Linked DNA regions of Macaca mulatta: region 1 is linked to region 2. The links are chromatin contacts, called in public Hi-C maps. All regions are on one chromosome and are shown on one strand. Each heading gives the region's core, a stretch centred on a gene start, on an enhancer-like site or on the middle of the called end of the contact. The rest is flanking DNA. Distances are from core to core; before and after follow the strand shown.

The links. Hi-C and Micro-C count contacts between places; a contact is called where the count stands out from the background.
Region 1: a Hi-C map of fetal cortex germinal zone shows a contact between it and region 2, with 3 times the contacts expected there. The contact joins the promoter of SLC35B1 here to the promoter of KAT7 in region 2. A contact is called at or near these places in 7 of 14 Hi-C or Micro-C datasets (CD4 T cells, blood, cortical neurons and 3 more).

Annotation. Positions count from the first base shown.
Region 1 is chr16:60,298,660-60,305,462 of T2T-MMU8v2.0, reverse strand. It overlaps SLC35B1 (solute carrier family 35 member B1), which reads right to left and starts at 3,825. Exons shown (of 9, transcript XM_077971248.1): 1 at 3,276-3,825; 2 at 1,474-1,577; 3 at 722-827; 4 at 388-418. The coding sequence starts at 1,505. FAM117A (family with sequence similarity 117 member A) reads right to left here. Exons shown (of 8, transcript XM_077971239.1): 8 at 4,805-6,029. The coding sequence ends at 5,729. It overlaps LOC144335606 (a long non-coding RNA gene), which reads left to right and starts at 2,843. Exons shown (of 2, transcript XR_013406554.1): 1 at 2,843-2,979.
Region 2 is chr16:60,214,181-60,221,906 of T2T-MMU8v2.0, reverse strand. It overlaps KAT7 (lysine acetyltransferase 7), which reads left to right and starts at 2,698. Exons shown (of 12, transcript XM_077971234.1): 1 at 2,698-2,869; 2 at 6,245-6,392. The coding sequence starts at 2,855. It overlaps FAM117A (family with sequence similarity 117 member A), which reads right to left and starts at 3,185. Exons shown (of 8, transcript XM_077971239.1): 1 at 3,083-3,185.

The DNA.
Region 1 (6,803 bases), core at 2,576-5,075, 82 kb before region 2:
AGGAGGTAGAGAACAAAGGTGAAAAGTCCAGGAAGGGACAGGGCAAGGGTGGGGAACAGTGGAGAAGGAAAATAAGTTGAGACAAAGAAACTGATGATCAAAATGGGAATTAGGTTTCTCTAATGACAATGTACACACATGCAACATAGAAATGGCTGACCAAGTGAAGCAGGCTAGGTCAGCCTTTAGCTCCTATTAAGGATTACCAGCCTATGAACATCACAAGAAGTGACACAGATGACAGGATGGACAGCAGAGAGAGCTGGGGGAAAGTCCCTGGAGACAGCCATAATGGGATGATGAAGCTGAGAGGGACACAGTTGTAGTAGAGAGAGCTTACTATAGGAAGAGAGATGACAGAAGAGGAAGACCATCTTTTTTGCTTACCTGGGATTGGCTTGCAGGATTTACCAAGGACCTGAAATTAAATCCAGCAAATAATTTCTGAGCATCTGTGATGTGTCAGGTACTCTGCTAGGTACCACACTGATTAAGATGAGTAAGCACAGGGCCTGCACCAGAGACTTCAGCCTCAGAAAGCAGCCCTATCATGGCCCAACCCACTACCACTAAACCCAAGTTCTATGGTTCTATACACTCCTAATGTCTCAAGGACCGTTATTTTTTATTATTATTTTTTAACTCACAGACCTGAGGGAAGAACTCTTAGTCCTTTTCAAATGATATCTGAGCCAACCGTCATCCCACCCTGAGGTTTCACCTGAGTTGGGTAGTTGACAAACTGTAGTGCTGAGTTGCTGGAGACCATGGCACCCAGATAGGAGATAGAACAGGCAGCATAGAGCCAGCTCCGGGTACGATCCACCCTGGCAGTGTCAAAAAACTGGATCACTGGGAGAAGACAAAAAAAAAAAAAAAGAAAAGACAAAAAAAAAAAAACAAGAGAAACCTGGTGGGGCTAGGATGGACCACTAAGCAAAGCTGAAGCCACATGAAAGGAACTTGTCTGTCAAATAAGACACAAGCTATTTCTGTCCTCTTACACTGGGAAATCTCTGAAAATTATTCATCTTTCCAATTCTGCCTAAGCCCAACAAAAGACCACATGCAGGGTGGAGGTGAGGGCCTCATTCAGTTCAAGGGACCAGTCAGCCCTGCTGCTAGTCCCCAGGGAACAAAGAGAGAATGCTCAAAGCATGCTTGAAGCTGACACACAAAAGAAACTCAAAGGGAAAGAAAAAAATGTTTCAAGTATTTTCAATGGGGATTTGGAATACAGAAGACCCATTCTCTGAACATTTCTAACTCAGAAGTTGATAAAAATTGGGGAAATAATATTTTACTCCACTTCAAAGTCATTAGTTTTACAGACTTCACAGAGAGGCTGTGTGAGTACAAAATGAGGTGGAGATCATGAGTTAGCCTTTAAGGTTGAATCAATGTTTAATGCCTAGCATACTGAAGGAACTTGGGGTGATGGGGTACCCAACAAATTACTATCTAGGTACTCACAGATCTTGGCAAACACAGCATTGATCACACATTGAATGAAGACCAAAGTTAAGGCAAAGGTGAACGTCTCCTGTTTGGCTCCCTCTCCATACTTTCCTCTTGTTCTAGAAATGAAATGCGTGACAAAAGAGAGGAAAATTAGTATATTTCAGTCACTGTCATCTAATATATCCAGAACCACTGAAAACTTTAAAATTATCTTGCCTCTCTGGATGTAGGGAGAGTTTGTAAGGACCACTAGGCTCATCTGCAAAAGGGGCTGATTTTACTGGATCTAGAAACTAGACATTCCAGCCTACTGATTCCATAGCCTAAGGAAAGAATACCCGAAAAAGACGGAGAGGAAACATGCAAAACGAGATAGTGAAGTCAGGTACCCCAGGCAGGAGGAGACGGTATTTGGGCTACAGCACCAAGGCCGAGGGCGAATAGGTTGTTTGCAAGCATCTGGGAGTACCAAAAGGGGGCCGACTCGGGTCCTCTTTGAGGGGTAGAAGTCTCAGCCTGTAAAACGCAGGCTCTTAGAACCAAGCAGGGAAAAACAGCTAAGAAAAGAAAAACCAAGTCCAAAGAATCCAGAAAATAACCCTGGAGTTCTGGAATTCTGGGTAGGTTCAGCCATAGCTGCAAAAGTAGTGGGGTGCTAAGAGGGCGACAGCCGGGCAGGAGGACAAGAGGCAGAAGGTCCAGAGGCAGAAGGCCCGGGACCCCTGTCACAGACTGGGGAGAGAATGTCGGCCCGCCCCCGGGGTCGCTCACATCTTTTCCTGCAGGATCCCATAGTAAAAATAGCAGACAAAGACACCCAGGAAGCAGAGCGGCAGGCGCAGCCGGTCGGGCACCAGGGAGCTGCTAGAGGCCATGAGACGCCCGGAGGAGCCGACTGGAGACCCGCTCACAACCGGCACCGGCAGCAGCGGCGGCGGAGGCGACAGATCCAGCCGGACATCGCCGACCGGCGGCAGAGGCCTCATAGGAGCTGCATGCGACCGCCGTCCAGCAGGGCCCAGCAGTCACTACCGGAACTGCCAGCTCAGGGCTGCCAAAGGGGAAACTCCTCAGAACGCACCAACCACTTCCTAGGAAAGAAAACCCGCCCTGGGACCTTGGCTCCATCCCTGAGGGCCAGGGGAACCGGCAGCCTCGAGACCATTTTCTCGACCTGGAGATTTTTCCAATCAGGCAACTCTGAGGACAACTGCGATCCAGAGCACCACAGGGTGTCCTAGAGCCACCCGGGCGTAGAATAATGACGTATAGGGATGTGGAGGCCACCAATTGGCTGCGCTGTGCGAACTCGGACGGGTAGGCGGGACAGGAGGAGGTGCGGCCGGCACAGCAAATCCAATAGTCTTTTCCGCGGCGGGCGGCCAGGCTTCTGCTGGGTCCTAATGCCAAAATCTCTTACTGGAGCCTCAGCGCCGTCTAGCTGCTGCCTAGCGTCAGCGACTTTACCTGCTCATTACCTAGGCACTTCACTAGGCTTCCAAGGGGGAGAGCGGCACAGTAAGTCTCGGCTTGGTCACTTAAAGGCGGGGTAACCTACCCGTGTCACCCAAGTTCTGAGCCAGAGTTTTCCAGGTCTGGAAACTAGGGATAATTAGCAATAGCCACCTTGTCGCCTCTTGACTGTTGTGAGGATCGAATGAATTGAAGTTGGTGAAAGTGTTTTGTAAAGTATGCTGTGCAAGTTTAAGGTATTATTAGTCATCACTGTTTCTCAGCCCTGATCTTATTTCCTCATATCGAGGAGTGGAAATGGAAGTTCACTGAAGTCAGTTTTCTTCCAAGTCTTAACTCACCAACAATGGCTTAAACCCTTCGGCCGCGCTTCTGAATATTTCCCATTAATGAGCACCTCGTTGGATCCCTTCCTCATGCAAGTGTTGGGTCTCCACTTGCTGGCACGAATTGCCAGGGCAAGACTGACCTAAGGTCTTCCCACTACTACCTCCAACCCCCTACTTAACTGGCCCAAATCTCCGGCCACCAGGTGGACTCTGGGCTGCTCTCTAGGTCGAGGCTCCTTCTCTTCTAGCAGCCTGCTCTTTTGGCACAGCCTCGGGCAAAGGAAGGAAATACTGGGCAGCACCACACCCGTTGCTCTGGGCCTGACTCACTAAGGCTTTGCGGGGGAGCCAGAAGTCTTTTAGAGGGAGGGGTAAGGGATAGAAGATAGGGTCTGTCCCCAGCCCACTGTCTCCTCGATATTAGTGGCATGGGAATCCCCATACATTTGCTCTCTTGCTCAGTAGCTTACTCTATTGGCTCAGCCCGCGATGCCAGGGCACCAAATAGCTGGTCGGAGAGACCTGCCAGCTCTGCTTCTTTACCAGCTGGGACCTCAAACAATTCCCTTGTCCTTGTCCTCTGAGTCAAGTTTCCTCATGTGAAATTAATGGGAATATAATAACAAGCAGGAGAGCGCTGTGGTTAGAAACATGAGCACTGGATTCAAATGATCAGGTTTCCAATCCTAGCTACCCCACTTCATATCTGTGTCTTTTGGGGAAAGTTATTCAATCTATTTGTCCTTCCCTGATTATACAGTGGGACTTACCATATTTCTCTTACTGGGTGGTTGTCATATTTCAATAACATTTTATGTAAAGCACTTAACATGGTAGCTGGTTCTTACCAGCCCAATGAATGGTGGTTAGGATAGCCTGGTTTAGGAGTTTGTTGTCAGGTCTTATGAGGTAGATACAATTGTACTTATTATTACTGCCCTTGGGGTAGTCAACTGTTCACCCATACAATGGGGATATGTCTTTTGTGAAAATGCTTTGGAAATTATAAAGCATTATAAAGGCTTATAAAGCATTATAAAGGCTGCGAAAGGGTAAGAATAGTGTCTTTGTATAGTTTCTTTGTTTCCTTCAAGGCTGCACACTACGTTGTGGGTACTCCCTGAGATGAACCAAAGCTTCCCCCAAACTGTCGAGAGTGCCAGCCAGTGCAAAGAACACCCACAATGTCAAACTGTCTTCCCTTGGTCACCTGCTTTTCCTCTCTGAAATCCATTCTCCTTAGGGAGCTTTTTCAGACTCACACAAGAATGGCTAACTTCCCCAATGACTGCCTCACCCCACCTCTAGGACAAACCACACTCTTCATTCTGGACAGCCTTTTCATGGGTCTGCTGTTTATGTCCATGTAAAGTATGCAAGCATGGTGTCCAGAGGACAGGAACTCTTGTGTACAGCCATAACAACACCCAGATGTGGGAATTGAGGCTCCTTCTCTTGAAGACAAAGATAAAATGATCAGTATAATACCCTTAATCTCTACCCCTCTCCTCCTTCCCCACATATTTAACAGAACTTCAAGCTGCTGGGAATATTTATTTATTTATTTGGTCTATTAACACCAAGATCTGCAAAAAACAACCTCTAAACACAAGATAAGAAAACTCGAACATTAACATTCTTCAATTTTGTGTAAGCTCTGCAGTACGGAAAATATACAAACTTCAAACAGCTGCAAAAATAGTGTCTTTGGGAGAAAATAGAGTTTCTACATCGATACAAGAAAAATAGGCATTTTTCTAATCCAATCCAGCCCTGGGGCGGGCGGAGAGTATAGATTTGCCATTTGCCACCTGGAGGAATGCCAGCTCTCCTCCCCACTACCCACCTGGGGCTGGGCGGGCTGGCCTGCTACTTAAGACAATCTTTAGTCAGGGTGAAAGCGAGATGAAAATGCCACTTGGGAAAACACTTGTTTCCTCCCTCTGCCAGCAGCTGAATTGGTCAAGTGTTATGGCCCATTAGGACTGCTTTGGTCAGCTCCTCTAATGAGAGGGAGGCGTGGGGATAGGGCTGAGAGGATGGGGGATCTATCTTATGGTCTCCTGGAAGGTAGGGAAGGAAATCTGTGGCGTCCTCTCTCCTTCATTCATGGCCAGCTTGCTCTGTGACAAAAATAAGGGCCTCCTATACAGTCATTTGGACTGACACCCAGGGGTGAGGGACTCCAGACCTTCTGGGTGTTTTCCACCAAGTGAGGGATGTGGCAGGTACACAGGTGTGAGCTGTGAGCTGCCCAGCTGCTAGTGGAGAAGGCAGGTCCCATCACGTTCAGAGGGGCCAGTGCCCATCAAAAAGAGGACCCAGGACTTTGACACGATAAGTGAAAGAAAGTGCTCAAAGGCCGAGAGGGAAGGGCCCCTCCATACCCCATCTCAGGGGACCTGGGGAGGGACCTGCCACCAAGGCACTGGTCTCTATGGTAAAGTGGGGCAGGGATGGGACCTTCAGACCATCAGGGAGCTCTGGAAAAGCACAGACTCTTCTGATGGTGGGGTGCGCTGCCATGGCTCGAAGGGCAGTGGGGAGGCCTTGGAGGCCTCCGGATCCTTCCGAGGTGGTGGCCTGGGGCTGGCCGGGGGAAGGGGAGACCCCGGGTTTGAGGGGCAGTTACGGAAGATGAAGCCCATGCCAGGGAAGAGGGGCTTCATCAGGCTGACGGGGCAGAAGGCTGAGCCGGTCGGGTTGAAATGGACTTTGTTCTTGTCAGGACAGGAAGTCAGGAAGGCCAGGTCAGGACCTGGGGACCTGGAGGATGAAGAAAGACATACAAGACACACACGTACACACAGAGAAACACACAGTGAGAGAGGGTGAGATGTCACAGCATCAGGGCAGCAGGGGAGCTGGGTCTCTGTTCAAACAGAATCATAACTTGACCGAAAACCAAACCCCTCAGCCATCTATTTTTTAAAAAATATGGCTAAACAACAGGAAATGCACTTTAGCTAAAAACAGGAGGGATTGAAGCTAGACAGGAAGGAGAACTTCCTGACAATGTGATTCAAGAATTGGAGACCAAGAAATCTTTTCATTCGAAAGATTTCATCAGTGGCCGGGCACGGTGGCTCACGCCTGTAATCTCAGCACTTTGGGAGGCCAAGGTGGATGGATCACTTGAGGTCAGGAGTTTGATGCCAGCCTGGCCGACATGGTGAAACCCTGTCTCCACTAAAAATACAAAAAATTAGCCGGGCATGGTGGCACGCTTCTGTAATCCCAGCTACTCAGAAGGATGAGTCAGGAGAATTGCTTGAACTCGGGAGGTGGAGGTTGTAGTGAGCCAAGATCTTGCCATTGCACTCCAGCCTGGGCAACAGAGCAAGACTCCATCTCAAAAAAAAAAAAAAAAAAAGAAAGAAAGAAAGAAAGAAAGGAAAAATTTCCTTAGTGAATGGTGTTTTGGTGACAAACCGCATGCCTGAAAGCAGAGATCAAAGACAAGTGACTTTCTAAGATTTTTTATTAACCTAAAGTGGGGTTTCTCAGCCTTGGCACCACTGACATTTTGGGCTGAATAAT
Region 2 (7,726 bases), core at 1,449-3,948:
GACCCTCAAAGTAAATGTTATATTTGGTTTAAAAAAAAGAAAGGAAGAAGGAATAAGCTTTTAACATCCTCCCCTTCCCCATTCTAAATATACCTAGCTGGTCTACTTTCAAGTACTATACACATTTTTTTCCTTATGATCATGTTTCTATCCTACTGGTGTTAGTTTTTTCATCTTTCTGCCAGAGTGTACATTTTCCAAGGACAAGAATCATATCTAAATGAAACTGTAAACTCTTTAGCATCAGCTGCAGTCTTAGGGAATCTAGTGTAAGAAATTAACTAACGACTAACTCCTGTAATGCTGGTATTTGTGTGATGGATGCGAGTCAGGATAAGATCTTATTCTAAAACACTAATTTCCAGGGAGGGTAACTTCACCATCTCTGAGTGCTATACATTCAGGGACTGTAAAACAGTAATGATATTCTTACTGAGCAGCAAGAATTTACTGTGGGAAGAACAAGGTTTGAGCACCACTAGAAAGGATGGTAAGGGGCGGGCAGGGTGGCTCATGCCTGTAATCCCAGCACTGTGGGAGGCTGAGGCAGGTGGATCACCTGAAGTTGGGAGTTCAAGATCAACCTGACCAACATAGAGAAACACTGTCTCTACTGAAAATACAAAAATTCGCCAGGCGTGGTGGTGGGCGCCTGTAATCTCAGCTACTCGGGAAGCTGAGGCAGGAGAATCGCCTGAACCCGGGCGGCGGAGGTTGCTGTGAGCCAAGATTGTGCCATTGCACTCCAGCCTGGCAACAAGAGCAAAACTCTGTCTCAAAAAAAAAAAAAAAAAAAGAAAGGCTGGTATGGCTGGGAGTGGTGGCTCACACCTATAACCCCAGCACTCTGGAAGGCCGAGACAGGCGGATCACCTGAGCTTAGTAGTTCAAGACCAGCCTGGGCAACATGGTGAAACTCTGTCTCTACAAAAAATAAGCCGAGTGTGATGGCACACGCCTGTAGTCCCAGCTACTTGGGAGGCTGAGGCAAGAGAATCCCTTGAGCCCAGGAGGCGGAGCTTGCAGTGAGCTGACATTCAACCATTGCACTCCAGCCTGGGCTACACAGCAAGACTCTATCTAGGAAGAAAAAAAAAAAAGAAGAAGAAGAGAGAGAGAAAAAAAAGAAGGATGGTATGAAATAATTGAGATATGCTCTTAATATAAGAGATTCTTACCACCAGTTGGGGAGCCAGAACATTCAAATGTAACCTCAGGAACATATCAGTAAGTGCAAAATAACAGAGTAATGGTATGAAATTAAATGCTTAAGTGGTGAGGGGCTACAAAGGAAGAAGTAATGTGAGCCATTTTCAAGTAAGTTCTTACGTGCAGTTCAACCTAAGTAGGTTATCAAAGGTATTTATACTAAGCACTAAAAGCTAAGTATTAAATACTAAAAGCTGCCTGTGTCAACACTGGCCCAGGACATCCCCAAGGAGAGTGCTGGCTAAGGGTCTGGAACTTTAACTCTTTTGAGTTCTTTACTTAGCACATCAATCAGATGTTTACCTTCTGCTACTTTGTTCTTTAGCCCCTGGGGAAAATCTCCATCTTAACGGGGGGAAATCTCCATCTAAAGGGGCCTCAGATTGAAATTGGGGTTAGGGATCCTAACTTAATGACTGAGCGTGCCTGGGTTCCACCCAGCCGCAATTGGGCAAGACTTGGTCCTCTCAAGGCTTTTCCTCCAGAGAGGTTAAATCTTCAACGCCTGCTCTCCACTTTCCAGCCTTTTCTTAAGGCTCTTCTTTCAGCCTAGTATCAGTGACCAACCTCTCCTTCCTAGGCCCTCTCATTATTATTCAAATTTCCATTCTTTTGGGGGCTTCAGCTTCAGTAAAAACATTCCCTCTTCTTCCTCCGCCTCAAGCATCTGGATTCCAGAGGTCATTTGAGCTAAATGCGGTTCAATGCTTTTCTGACTCTGGTACTGCATTCCCGGGACACTTTCAAATCACATTTTTCACCCCAGGGCCCCCAGTGGTCTCAAACCCAAACACAGTGCGGGAAGGAAGTGGGCGCTCGCCACAGAGCTAAATTGGGAATTCTTTGAGCTGCAGCTTCTGGAGAATGGTTTTGCCTCCTCCCCGCGACATCAACTAACTTACTTGCTGTTAGCTAAGAGCAAGGACAATGTCTCCTCTACCAGACAGGAAACTTCCTGATGGCGGACGCTAGCCTTTAGTTCCTTTTTCAATTCCCCATTCCCACCCCTTCGGCACCAGGATGGTTCTTAAAATACAAAGTTTCTTTCACAAAACATCCCTCTGCAACTTTTGAGTTTATGTAATAAACGGAAACGTCCTTTAAACAATCAGGCAACGAAGGGGTTAAATCTAATCTCAGCAACCTGATGGATTCCGGGGGGTTTCCTTCCTCGACTCTGGAAATTAAAACGACCGGGAAGGGAAATTTTGCCCTAGGTAAAGATGAGAACCGTTTACATCAACTGTCAGGCTTCTGCCCCAAACAAGAATGGCTACCCACGCCCACAAACAGCGCCACTCGCGTTAACTAAAAATGGCTGGCCCCGGATTCCACCACTGGAGTCACTTTCTGCCCAACTTCAAAATGGCGCCCACTAGCTTCACCAAAAGGATCTAATCTCCCAGCACCCTCTTTGGCCCGTAACGTCAGGGGACGCGAGACCCAGCCGGAAGTGAAGGAAAAAGCGCTTCAGCCCGCGGCGCCTGCGCAGAACGCTCCAGACGCTGAGAGGCAGGAGGCACTAGGGATCGTCCGCAGGATTGGGACTGCTACAGAGGCCGCCACGGAGCCCGCCGGAGCCACCGTTCCTGCTGCTGCTGCCGCCGCTGCCCGAATCGGAACCGTCGGGCCGCAGCCGCCGGCAATGCCGCGAAGGAAGGTGAGAAACGGGAGAGGAGGGATGGCGGGTTTCTAAGGACAGTCGATTGAGCACCGTGACGCAGTTGGCCACGCCTCACAGTGCTTGGGTCCCAACTTCCCGCTCCCCCGAACCTTGCTCAGCCACCCTCTCTTCTGTCCATATCCAACAGAAAAATGTGGGCCCGACCCTGGCCTCGGCCTATGCTTGCAACTATTCCCGCCCTCTGCTTGCCTGGATCGGAGGCGTTCTTATTAATTGGTCGCTGAAACGTCAGGAAGCATATTGATTGGCTGGTGACGCCGCCTGTTTGGGCTCAACGGTCACCTCCCCGCGTGCGGGGGCGGTGTCTGGCCCCGGCCCTAGCGCTCTCCCACTGGCTGGAGAGAACGATCCCTCCTCTCCTGATTGGTCGGGGTTGGCAGTCTGTCCTGTGGGGGCGCGGCTTAGGCGGACCTCGATTGGGTGGCCCGAATCCCCGCCTTTCCGAGCGGGGACGCTGATAGGTGCAGAGGCGGGGTTTTGGAGGCCTCGTTACTTTCCAGGTGAGGGGCACAACAAAGCAGAAGACTGGGTGGTGGGAAGCCGGCGCCCACTCCCAGGGGATCCCACTCAGGCCAGTTGCCTCCAAGCGGTAATCTTTACTTGCTAGTTCGACAGCTCCTAGAAAATGCAGTTGGCAAAAACCGAAAACTTCTAGAATTAGAAGGGACTTAGGAGGTCACCCAGGAATGGCCCCCTACTTCTTACAGTTGAACTAACGGAGGTCCATGGAGTGCCGCAAGCCACTCAGGCAGTGGCAGGTCCAGAATATAGAACAAATCTAACTCAATTGAACAAATGTCTATTGATTACTTTCTGCGCGGTGGTTGCTGACGATTCAGAAATTTATTAGACGTGATCCCTGGCTTAAGGGTATCACAGCCCGATAGGAGAAAACAGACATGAATAACCTTAGGACGATCTAGTAAGTTCTCTGCTTGGAGGTGTATACAAAGTGTTACAGGAAGGAAGTGAAGGAGCAGTTGGTCTGCTCTGGAGTACAATGGGAGGTATACTGGTAAAAGCCACAGGGAAGAGCTGAGTTCCAGGATCAAGCCAGGAAGGAACAAGTCTCACATCAACGCTTTAAATATCTAGATAATTAGACTATAATGGTGACTTTTAAGATTCCCCCTTCATTTTAGCTGTTTTCTGTGATTCTTGCTTATTTTAGACATTTTCTGTGATTCTTGCTCATTTCCTGGCAGGTTACCCTTGAGATATTTGGAAAACTGGGTGGTATTCTTGCTCATTTCAGTAGAAATCTTTCTCTTCACAGAGGTTTTTCAGGCTGAAAATGTATGCTTTTTAATGTCTCCTAAAATGATCTCAGCTGGTGGGTGGTATGTATGGTTTTTTTTTTTTTTTTTTTTTTTTTTAAGATGGAGTTTTGCTCTTGTTGCCCAGGTCGGAGTGCAATGGCATGATCTCGGCTCACTGCAACCTCTGTCTCCCGGCTTCAAGCGATTCTCCTGCCTCAGTCTCCCTAGTAGCTGGGATTACAGGCGGATTCCATGACGCCCAGCTAATTTTTGTGTGTTTAGTAGAGACAGGATTTCACCATGTTGGTCAGGCTGGTTTTGAACTCCTGACCTCAGGTGATCCACCCGCCTCGGCCTCCCAAAGTACTGGGATTGAAGGCATGAGCCACCGCGCCCAGCCGGTGGTATGTGTGTTAAGGCTCACTAAATGCAGGAATAATATTGGTGCCTTGAAATAGGGCCCCAGTCTTCTTTCTTTTTTTTCTTTTTTTTTTTTTTTGAGACAGAGTCTCGCTCTGTAGCCCAGGCTGGAGTGCAGTGGCAGGATCTCAGCTCACTGCAAGCTCCGCCTCCCGGGTTCACGCCATTCTCCGGCCTCAGCCTCCCGAGTAGCTGGGACTACAGGCGCTGCCACCTCGCCCGGCTATTTTTTGTATTTCTTAGTAGAGACGGGGTTTCACCGTGTTAGCCAGGATGGTCTCGATCTCCTGACCTCGTGATCCGCCCATCTCGGCCTCCCAAAGTGCTGGGATTACAGGCTTGAGCCACCGCGCCCGGCCTGTCTTCTTTCTTAATTTCCTGAATACCAGGAGTTTCTTGAAAATGTACATTTTTTTTAGTAACCTGTTTGGCGGCAAACCTGTCTTAATCTGTCCTGAGGCTACTTACGGTTTTTGTGTGTCTCATTTAGTGTGACTGTTTATATCTTTTGCTGCAGAAGTATTATGTTTTGTTATTGCACCCAATATTTGCAGGATACATGCAAAGTACTCCCCTTCTAAAAATAAAAAAAAAATACGAATTCTAAACACAACTGGCCCTCAGGGTTTTGAATAAAGAATTGGGACTTACAGCGTGAATCTTTGTATTTTTAGCAAATATTTTTTCCTTTCTGGTTTTGTAAAGGGTATAGTGTTAGTGCTCAATTGATAAAAGTTATCTTTATGGCTAAGAAAGAACTCCTGAGGAGGTTAATAATTGACAAATAATTGTTCATTGAAAAGATGGTTTTGAAAACAACTGTTTTTGAATACCCATGAGTCTTCATGTGCAAGCTGCCTTTTTGAAAGATAGATGGCTTTCATGTGGAGAAACTTCAAGGATAGATGGCATACGCAGTAACAATTTTCGTCTTTTTCTGCTTAAATTCTTTTGGGATCAGAGTTGTGGTCCATGATATTTTGAGATGGTATATGGTTTTAAAAAAATATGATAGCTTTTCATGGAGACATTTAACAAAAGCTACTCTAAAGTTAAATGAGGTCTAGCACCAACGATTTTTTCACTACAGTGGACCTTTTTTTGTGATACTGATCTCCGAATGATCTTGGTTCATACTTAGTGCTAATACAGTAAGAATTAATTATCTTCATGTGTCTCACGTCTGTAATCCCAGCACTTTGGGAGGCCAAGGCGGGTGGATCACCTGAGGTCAGATGTTCAAGACCAGCCTGGCCAACATAGTGAAACCCCATCTCTACTAAAAATATAGAAGTTAGCTGGGCGTGGTGGTGGGTGCCTGTAGTCCCTGCTACTTGGGAGGCCAAGGCAGGAGAATCGCTTGAACCCAGGAGGTGGAAGTTACTGTGAGCTGAGATTGTGCCCTTGCCCTCCAGCCTGGGCAACGGGAGCCAATGAAATGGAAGCTCTTCATTTATTTAACAAAAGTCCCTTATTTGTACATTGTTCCATTTAAGTGTTCTAAATAAAGTGAAGTTGCCTGGGTGGGTGGGAGGATGGGAAATGCTTGTGGAATCCTTTCTTAGGTTTGAACTTGGTGTTTTCGGTGTCACAGCTTGTTTTATTTTCAATGTTAATGCAAACCCTCAGACCAAATGCTTCTGTGCTAATATCTGGATCTATGGTATTACAGAGGAATGCAGGCAGTAGTTCAGATGGAACCGAAGATTCCGATTTTTCTACAGATCTCGAGCACACAGATAGTTCAGAAAGTGATGGCACATCCCGACGATCTGCTCGAGTCACCCGCTCCTCAGCCAGGCTAAGCCAGAGTTCTCAAGGTAAAAATCTTCATTTTTCCTTACCACTCCTCACATCTGGCTGACTGGCCCATCACATTATTTTCCTAGTTAATGTGGAAACTGGTCCCTTGGCTTGGTGTAGATGACGGTGCACCAGATGATTGGTAAAATGTGGAGTGAATGCAGAGTTGTCAGGTCTTTAACAATGCTTCTGTTGGGGGCTGCTATCCAGTTTGTAGACCCAAAGGAACTGTGGATGGTATAATGGATAGAGACACATGTATGTCTTGAGTCATTTGTGTTTTTTTGTTTGTTTGTTTGTTTGTTTTTTTACATCGCCGTGTCTCCATCAGTAAAATGAAAATGTTATCCCTTCACTTTCTGTTTGAATGGTTTAGGCTTAGGGACTTGAAGTCCAGATGGTATCTGACTTATGGTGGTTTGATTTAATTATTATTATTTTTTTAACTTTACTGTGGTGCTAAAGCAATATGCATTCAGTAGAAACTTTTCGAATTTTGAATTTCAGTCCTTTCTTGGGCTAGTGATATGTGGCTGAAATATTTTCTTGTGATGCTGAATAGTGGCAATGAGCTATAACTCCCAGTCAGCGAGCCGTAACTCCCAGTTAGCCATTTGATCATGAGGGTAAACCAGTACTCTTCAGTGTACTGTCTTCAATAAATTACATGCAATATTCAACACTTTATTAAAAATAGGCTTTGTGTTAGATGATTGTGCACAATTGTAGGCTAATGTAAGTGATTTGAGCCTATTTAAAGTAGGCTAGGCTAAGCTATGATGCTCGGTAGGTTAGGTGTATAGTGCTTTTATTTTCTGGAGACAGGGTCTTGTGCTCTGTTGCACAGGTTGGAGTGCAGTGGTGTGATCTTGGCTCACTGCAACCTTGACCTCCTTGGCCCAAGTGATCCCCCCACCTCAGCCTCCTGAGTAGCTGGGACTACTTGGGAGATCTTATTATGTTGTCCAGGCTGGTCTCAAACTCCTGGACTCAAGCAGTCCTTCCACCTTGGCCTCCCAAAGTACTGGGGTTATAGATGTGAGCCATCATGTTCAGCCTGTTAATACTTTCAACTTATGATGGTTTTATTGGGACTTAACCCCATTATAAGTCAAGGAGCATCTGTAGTCTCTTGGACTTGTTATTGGCAGAGGCCCAGTACTTCTAAAACCATGTTTAATTCTGGAATGTAATCCAATACACACTTGATAAATATTAATAATTGTACCAAAATATCAGTGTGGAAATATAGAATTTTGCTTTGGTAATAAAGAATTGAGAATCTTGGGGTTGGAAGGTAGTTTGAAGTATCTCTAGTGCATTTAGGCATCTGGGGTTAAATTTGGAGGGT